Regions from separate parts of the Mus musculus genome. Here region 1 is linked to region 2. Evidence: chromatin contacts called from public HiChIP or PLAC-seq data. All regions are on one chromosome and are shown on one strand. The core of a region is the stretch at or near the end of the contact, and the rest is flanking DNA. Distances in the headings are between cores, read along the strand shown.

Region 1 (3,514 bases), core at 704-3,203, 290 kb before region 2:
GGGAAAGCTAAGCAAAGGTTAGGGAGGCTTCCAGAGACCTTGGGAGATGAGGTGGGCAGACCTAAAAGAAACGGACACAAAGGGTGAGGCTTAGACATCCCAGAGCTTGAGAGGAGAGAGGAAAGGGCGTTAACGGGGCCCCTCGGGGTTTGCTTGCTAGAATGCACACATGAGCTAGTTTACACTCTGTTATTTACTTGGGTTGCCTGCTCTGATAGGAATATTGAGTTCTGGAAGCACCACATCTGCTAATCTAGTCCCTCCTCATGAAACACATCAAACTGATGCTAAGCGCCACAACACACGACTGCTTATGGGGACTGTAGCAAGAAGAGGCTATATAACCTTGTCTCCCCTTCAAGTCCTTTCTTATGCCCCCCTGCTAGAGAAACTTTTCCAGGTGTCAGTCATTATAGTTCTAGAAGCCCAGGGAACAGATAGATCACATTGATTCGCCCCATCCCTCCATGCCTTGCCACATAGACTCGGCCCTCTGAGGGTGTGCGGATGCCCATTCCTGGGGTGGGGGCTGGCTTCCTCTCATATCCATCACCACCAACAGCCATGTGGCTTTGCCTCCTTCGGGAGCTGCAGAGCAGAAAGGTCCAAGGGACCAACAAGTAAGAAAAATCTGACCCTTTAGCAACTGGACCCAGAGGCAATTCAAGTGGCCAGTCTCCATGGCAACCAGAAGGAGGGAACTGAGGCAATGGTGCCACAGTTAAGTTCCCACACACCTGCATAAGCTCCTCGAGAGGCTGGTGCATCCCATGAGTGTCCATCTATGATGTGACATTATTAACAGGACATTTTATCCCACGAGGGGCTGTGGCCTTCTCATCTGAGTTTTGGGGGGATCTCCTGAAGGTTGGCTGTGTCTTTGTAATTAGATATTATGCTTGCCTCTTGGTAATGAGCTAATTTGCTGTTTCAGATCCCAACACCTCCCACTTTCCATCTAGCAGTGGCCTTATGGGGTTTTGTTTTTTGTTTTGTTTTGCTTAGTTTAGTTTAGTTTTGGGTTTTGTTGTTGTTGTTTTTGGTTTTTTGTTTTTTGGTTTTTTTTTTGTTGTTTTTTTTTTTTTGTATTTTTAGTTCTCCAGTTACCTCCGTGATTCAAGGATCGCTGTCCCCACTTCTAAAAATTAATGCCTGCACATTCCAGAGTCTCGGAATGCTATGGAGGGTGGGCTGGTTTTTCTCCTGAAATCTTGTTGGCTGTTGGTTGGTTGGTCTGACAAAAAGCAGGGTGCATCTTACATGTCCAACTGTAAATAATGAACACAGGGTTAAGAAGCAGGAGACACTCTCTGCTCATGTTCTGTCCACTCCTTAGCTCCTGGGACCAGTCAGGTGTCTTCACTCAGACATCCATTTTTCTCCAGGAACGAAGAGCTTGTCCCTTAGTGTTCCACAAATCTGAGACGTCTTAGACCTGCTCCTCAGCCTCGTCTCTTGCCTTCATCCAGGCCAGGGCTGGGTGGACTCTCCTGCTGACTGATCCTGGGTACAGGGACATTTGTTGTGGGTTAGAAACCACAAAAGGGGTGCTGGGAGGAAGCACGGACAATTAGAAGACAAAATCATTTGAATTGCTGTCGGGGCTAAGGCAGTAGTTCAGTTGATAGAGCTCTTGCCAGGTCTGCACAAAACCTCAAGTCTCCAGCACTGCATAAAAGCCAACTTGGTGGGTACACCTCTATACTGGGGAGGTAGAGGGAGGAAGGTAGTTGTTCAAGGTCATCCCTGGCTACGTAGAAGTTCAAGGTCAACCTGGGGTTCCTGAGACACACACCCCTCTCAAAAACAACAAAAACATTTGTTCAACCCCCTACTGAGCAACCTCAAAAGGCAAGTACTGCCTCTGGGAGCCTCAGCAGGAGAGCTAACCTCCCCCTCTCCCCGGTGCAGAGGGATGGCTCTGCAGTTGTTGTGCACCCAGTCCCGCCCATCTGCTCATCCTGGGCCATGTGCAACCCTTTGATTTGCTGCTGGGCCTGGCAGCTTTCCCCACTTCCTCTCTACCAGCCCAGTGCCTTGCTCTCCTGTGGTCCCACAGCTTCACCCTAGATAACAATGCCATCGTACCCATGCCTTTGGGTAAACCAAGAGAACCCAGCCATCTGTAAGCCACTTTTCTACTATGGGCTCTGGGTATAAAGCACTCTTTGCCTTTGTGTCTCCAGCAGGGCCACAATTCAAAATCTGGATCCCAGGTGTCAGAGGGGACGGGGAATACACACTGCCCTTCAGCCCACATTGTTCAAGGCACAGGTTCCACCCTTGGCTACAGGTCACCTGACCCCCTCACTCTTCACTGTAGCATCATGAGCATCTTCCATCCTTGGGGAAGAGGAGGCTCACCCAACTCGGCTCTTCTGTCCCATTAGCTGCTGAGTCTGTACCATGAGATACAATTTGTCCACTCTTCAAACTGAACCCTAAACAGGCAGAGAAGGGAGGCCCGGGGAATAGCCAGCCCTCTCCACCATCCTTCTCCACATCACTCCGCTCCTCCTGCTGCAGATTTCTTGTCTTGTTGTATCTTTGATAACTTGGAACACAAACCAAGCGAATGTCAAAATAAAGGAGAAATTTTAAGTAGAAACCCCAGAGGGTCTTCCTTCCACTCTTTACCTGGGGGTGGGGCAACTGTGCATGGCTTTAAAATGAATATTCATCTGAACACTGGAAACATCCAAAGTCTTTGCCCTCCCTCTCCTTTTCTGCTCACACATTAACAGAGCTCTCACAAAGCCGGCCCAGCCAGGGGCCCTCTCTGCTGCGTCAGCCATCACAACCTGGGAGCATTTCCTGTGTCTTGAGAAAGGGGGCTTTAAGTGTGCCAGAGATAAGTTCTGGGTTGCAGAGGAAGATACCCCAATTCCATCTCAAGTGACCGGGCAAGGCAAACCTTACTACAGATCAAAACTCCACTACTCCGAAGAGTGAACACACCCAGTCAGGAAGTACCTTTGGTTTTTGTTCTCACTCAAGGGGTGACTCTTTTCCCATTACCTGAGATCCTCGCGGGCCTATTCCGTTGGCTTGTCTGAAAAGAATTAGTGTACAGGAACTGTAGGAGCAAGCGGGAAGGGCTCATTGCTCCAAGAGAGAAAAGGCCCCCTCATAGCTCAGGGCCTTTGCATTCCCAGAAAACAGCAGGGTCTTTGCGTAAACAAATATTTAACGGGGTGGAAAAGCTATTAAAATGCTTGCATAAAAGTCTTACTTAGTGGGAGAGATTAAAAGATGTGACTTTTTTGTCCAAAATACAAACTTCACAGTATTTATTTGGTAGTTCTTAACAGGTGTCCTGCCCAAGATGGTGAACTCACTGCGGGGCAGTTCAGACTCCTGACTTTCCAGGCCTGTAGTTTCTCCTCCTCTCTACTTTTTGAGTCAATTCATTGTTTCATAGACGAGTTAACAGCGTTACACAATCAGCCTTGTGTCTGATGGGAAGGGCGAGAAGGGAGACAGTTGCAGAGCCTATAAAAACAAGAGAGGCTGG
Region 2 (3,540 bases), core at 141-2,640:
CTCCTCAGGCTTACCCAGTTCCCTAGCGTTCCCTGGTAGTGTCTCAGAAAGGTGGCTACTTCTCAGAGTGAAGCTTTTGGTTATTAAGGACCTGATGTCTGACAAGAATTTAGTCTTTTTGCCTGCTTTTCAGAGTTGTGTCGCTACCATTTAAGGCCCAGGGGCTCACGTAGCTTGCCCTAAGATAGCCAGCAGGAGCAGACTTGAGGCATTGTCCTGAGCTGTCATTCCCTGGCCTCCCGACTCTGCCTTCCCATCCATGGGCAGCCCTGCCTGCTTTGCTGCTGAGTCAGGGCTGTCTGTCCGCTGGGCCTGCCTGCTGACTCAGCCTCCCTCCGTCCCAGCTAATCTGAGCCTGCTCTTCCCAGCGGGGCCTGGGCAATCTCCAGATCTCACCCATTTTGCCACCATTCTGACCCTCTTGGCTTGGTGGCCTGTGTATCTGTATACAAAGAAGACCCTGTAAGGAATGTTGCGGGCAAGGCAGAGCTATTTCCTTGCTTCAGCGGCCTGCAGCCTGTACTCCACAATACTGAGGAGGCCTGGTGCAGACACCCTGCTGAACATTGAGAAGGAGCCAATCCAGAGCAAGCCTTTGTAGTGTTTTCCTACCACCTCAGTGAGGGACAGCTCCCATGTGCTCCCCAGCCCTGCAGGCCTCAATGAGGAGACCCCGAGCCCAGGTCAGATTATTTCAGAGGAGTCCTGGGAAGCAGTAGTTTCTCCGTGCTGCTTGGATCTGTGTCCAGCTGTAAGCAGGCTGGTATTTAGTTTGCTCCCCAGCGGGGCTGTGATATGAGAGGAGACAGAAAGTATCCAGGTTAGATAAAGGCCTGGACAGCACACTCTCAGCGATACACTCAGCTAGACCCTCAGCAAGAGCAGGAGATGAGGATCTACTAAGGGGCTCTTTAGCCAGAAGCCAGGTCTCTGAGAAGAGGACTGAGGAAGGCCCACAGTGGGTGCACCTGGGACCCAAGTGTAGAGGCCCTGTCTGACCTTTGTCTGCGTGACTGATAGCGTCCTATATGCTTTGCTGGGGACCTTCTTTCTTCCCTGGAGAAGAAGAATCAAAGCTGCTTCCTTTCCTCAAGCTCTGGCAGGCTGACAGAGTGTGCGGTACACTGTGTGTTTGCTTATTTTCCATTCTTAAACTCTGTGAGTGGTACTCATCATTCTAGAGATGGGGAACTGACAGCCCGGGGGGCGGGCGGGGGATCGCCTTGTTGAAGGTGAACTTCACATCCATGGCTCCTTTAACATCCTCCCTCTCCTCTGACAAGAAAGCCTGGAGTGGAGAGCCCCCCCACCCCCCATCCCCACTCAGCCTGCCTTGTCACATTTGAGCCGTTACTAGGGCTGGCCACTGGGTGGCGTTTGGTCACCGAGGTTTCCCTGCCCTTGCTGTCCAGAGCCCTTTAATTCATCGCTGCTTCTGATACGTGGCCTTAGAAGGCAGAAAGAAGGTGCCAAGTCAGGGTGGCAGGCAGAGGTCAGAGAGAAGTGCTGACTTTCAGCTGTAAATCTGCGTGTGGACCCAGAGCTCCCGGGAGCTGACCAGGAGGAAGCGCTCTGAAGCACAAGTCTTTCCGGCCATTTGTCACTCTGGGGGGCTGGCTAGCCCCTGCCGTTTGATAAGGAGGGTTAATGCCCTCTCGGATGCTGCCTCTGTGACACTCTCATATTAGGATTCTTCTCCTGGTGTCTTCCTCCTCCTCCTCCTCTTGGCACATCTCTCAGCTCACTGTCTTCTCCACCTTCATCTTTCCTCTTGTGGTTTTATCTGCTCTGCTTCACCGCTGCGTCCCCTTCACCCCACCCCACCCCCACAGGCGTTTGCACATGCACACATGTGCACACATGCACACATCCCCTCCTCCCTTGAGTCCTTGTGGTTTTAAAGTGCTGATACTAATCAGATTTGAGTTGACTTATTGTCAAAGTAGCTTTTCATGTTCCTCTGAGGCTCTTGGGAGTTACCATCAAGATTTGGATCTTGGCCCTAAGCCCTAGGCTAGCCTGTCCATACTGGCGGCCCATGAGCTAAAAAATGAAAGGTCTTTTGCCAGCCTAGCCTATTACCAATGAAGGTTTCTCCTCAGTTTGGTTCTTGTCTTTTCAAAAGAAAGAGCTGAGCCAAGAAACACAGACAGCTAAAAACAGTTTACTTATCAAAAGCAAAAAGGAGAGTGCACTCCAAGCGGGAATGGGCATTCCAAAGGGAGGTGGGTAGAGTCCCACTGGGCCCTGTGTTAGGGATTTAAAGACTTTTTATGGTGCCTCCCTCTGGTGACACCACTGACACCCTCTTCCCTAGAGCATGATCTTTCTTCCATCTTATGGCTTGAGACGTCCCTGCAGTTTTTCCTTCCTGGCTTAGCAGGATGTTTGTCGTGGGGAGGGGGTCCTGGTGTCTGTTTCCGAAGAACCCAACCACTGCTCCCAGGAGGCTGGGTGATAAAGGGATTCTGGGCATCAGAGAGCAGCTGCCAAGATACAGCTGCAGTTTTCCTCAATTACCTGACGCGTAGCCCCTTGCCTACTCCACATAAGTCCGGCTGGGCCATCAGTTGCTGCGTCAGAAGACTGCCTGAAGAGATTTGTGCCCAGTGTTCAAGGCAGTCCTGGGGAGTGGTGTGGTGCTTGGAACTTTCTCTGAGTGGTTTCATGTGGTTAGGTCAGCGTTGTAGCCTGAGCCTTGATAGGAGAGACCCACAGGGCCTAGGCTACATAGAGTTTCTTCTCCTCTGTCCAGAATAGAGTATATGAATTCACATTTGTGTCTGATGGTTTTTGTTACAACGTAAAACTCTATAGAATTGTTTCTTACTCTCCAATCGCCACTTGCTCCTCCCTACAGTACTTCCCTGGGCAGCCTTTGGTCCAGAACTTCTTGCATTCCATAAACGACTGGCTTCAGAAGCAGCAGAAGAAGAGGATCCCCTACAGTTTCTTCAAAGCTGCTCTGGACAGCAGGAAGGAGGTGAGTCCAGCAGGCAAGTGAAGGCCCTATCAATGCCTCGACATGTCTGGGACTGGGAGGACTTAATGCCTCAACACTTGGTGACGTTATCCAGAGGTTTGCATTAAGTGATTCCATTTATCACTAATAAGCTGCTTCGTTGGGTCCTATGGAATATCTCATCGAATCCTCATACATCAGAATTTTCACTTAGCAGATGAAGAAAGCAAGTTTAGGAGATTACATAACGGTTCTAGCCTAAGACCCTGTAAGGACCTGTCAGTGAACAGAGCTAACACCTCTGAGGGATGAGGCAGTGGAGACTTATTTTTGAGATAGGGCCTTACTCTGTATATAAGGCTACTGACCTTGAAACTCAGCAATCCTCCTGCATCAGCTCCCCAAATGTGAAGATGATAGGCATGAGCCACCACATTTATCTAAGACACCAGAGTTCTTAACTCTTGCCTGCTTCCCCAGCATGGCCCCCAGCAGAGCACCTGTTCTTTCTGCTGTCTGCAGAAACAAGCCATACCCAGTGGACATACAGACCCATGTGAGTTTATAAGGAGTCAAGG

Evidence for each region. HiChIP or PLAC-seq counts read pairs in DNA pulled down with a chosen protein or histone mark.
Region 1: an H3K27ac HiChIP or PLAC-seq map of T-cell acute lymphoblastic leukemia shows a contact between it and region 2, with 4 times the contacts expected there. The contact joins two enhancer-like sites. A contact is called at or near these places in 7 of 484 Hi-C or Micro-C datasets (the G1E-ER4 cell line, the HL-1 cell line, the N1E-115 cell line and 1 more), 1 of 115 datasets of contacts at active chromatin or transcription factors (T-cell acute lymphoblastic leukemia) and 2 of 9 other capture datasets (embryonic stem cells and liver).

The regions. Positions count from the first base shown.
Region 1 is chr1:156,075,055-156,078,568 of GRCm38.p6, reverse strand. Fam163a (family with sequence similarity 163, member A) reads left to right here. Exons shown (of 5, transcript NM_177838.3): 5 at 1-2,613. Among named protein-coding and RNA genes, the nearest start is that of Tor1aip1, 40 kb to the right of the region's middle. Within about 2 kb of position 1,953, at least 35 of the 459 cell types and tissues checked have an H3K27ac peak or open chromatin away from gene starts, as enhancers often do. A contact at or near this core is called in T-cell acute lymphoblastic leukemia, where this site is marked.
Region 2 is chr1:155,782,846-155,786,385 of GRCm38.p6, reverse strand. It overlaps Qsox1 (quiescin Q6 sulfhydryl oxidase 1), which reads left to right. Exons shown (of 12, transcript NM_001024945.1): 9 at 2,861-2,983. Among named protein-coding and RNA genes, the nearest start is that of Qsox1, 28 kb to the left of the region's middle. Within about 2 kb of position 1,390, at least 37 of the 459 cell types and tissues checked have an H3K27ac peak or open chromatin away from gene starts, as enhancers often do. A contact at or near this core is called in T-cell acute lymphoblastic leukemia, where this site is marked.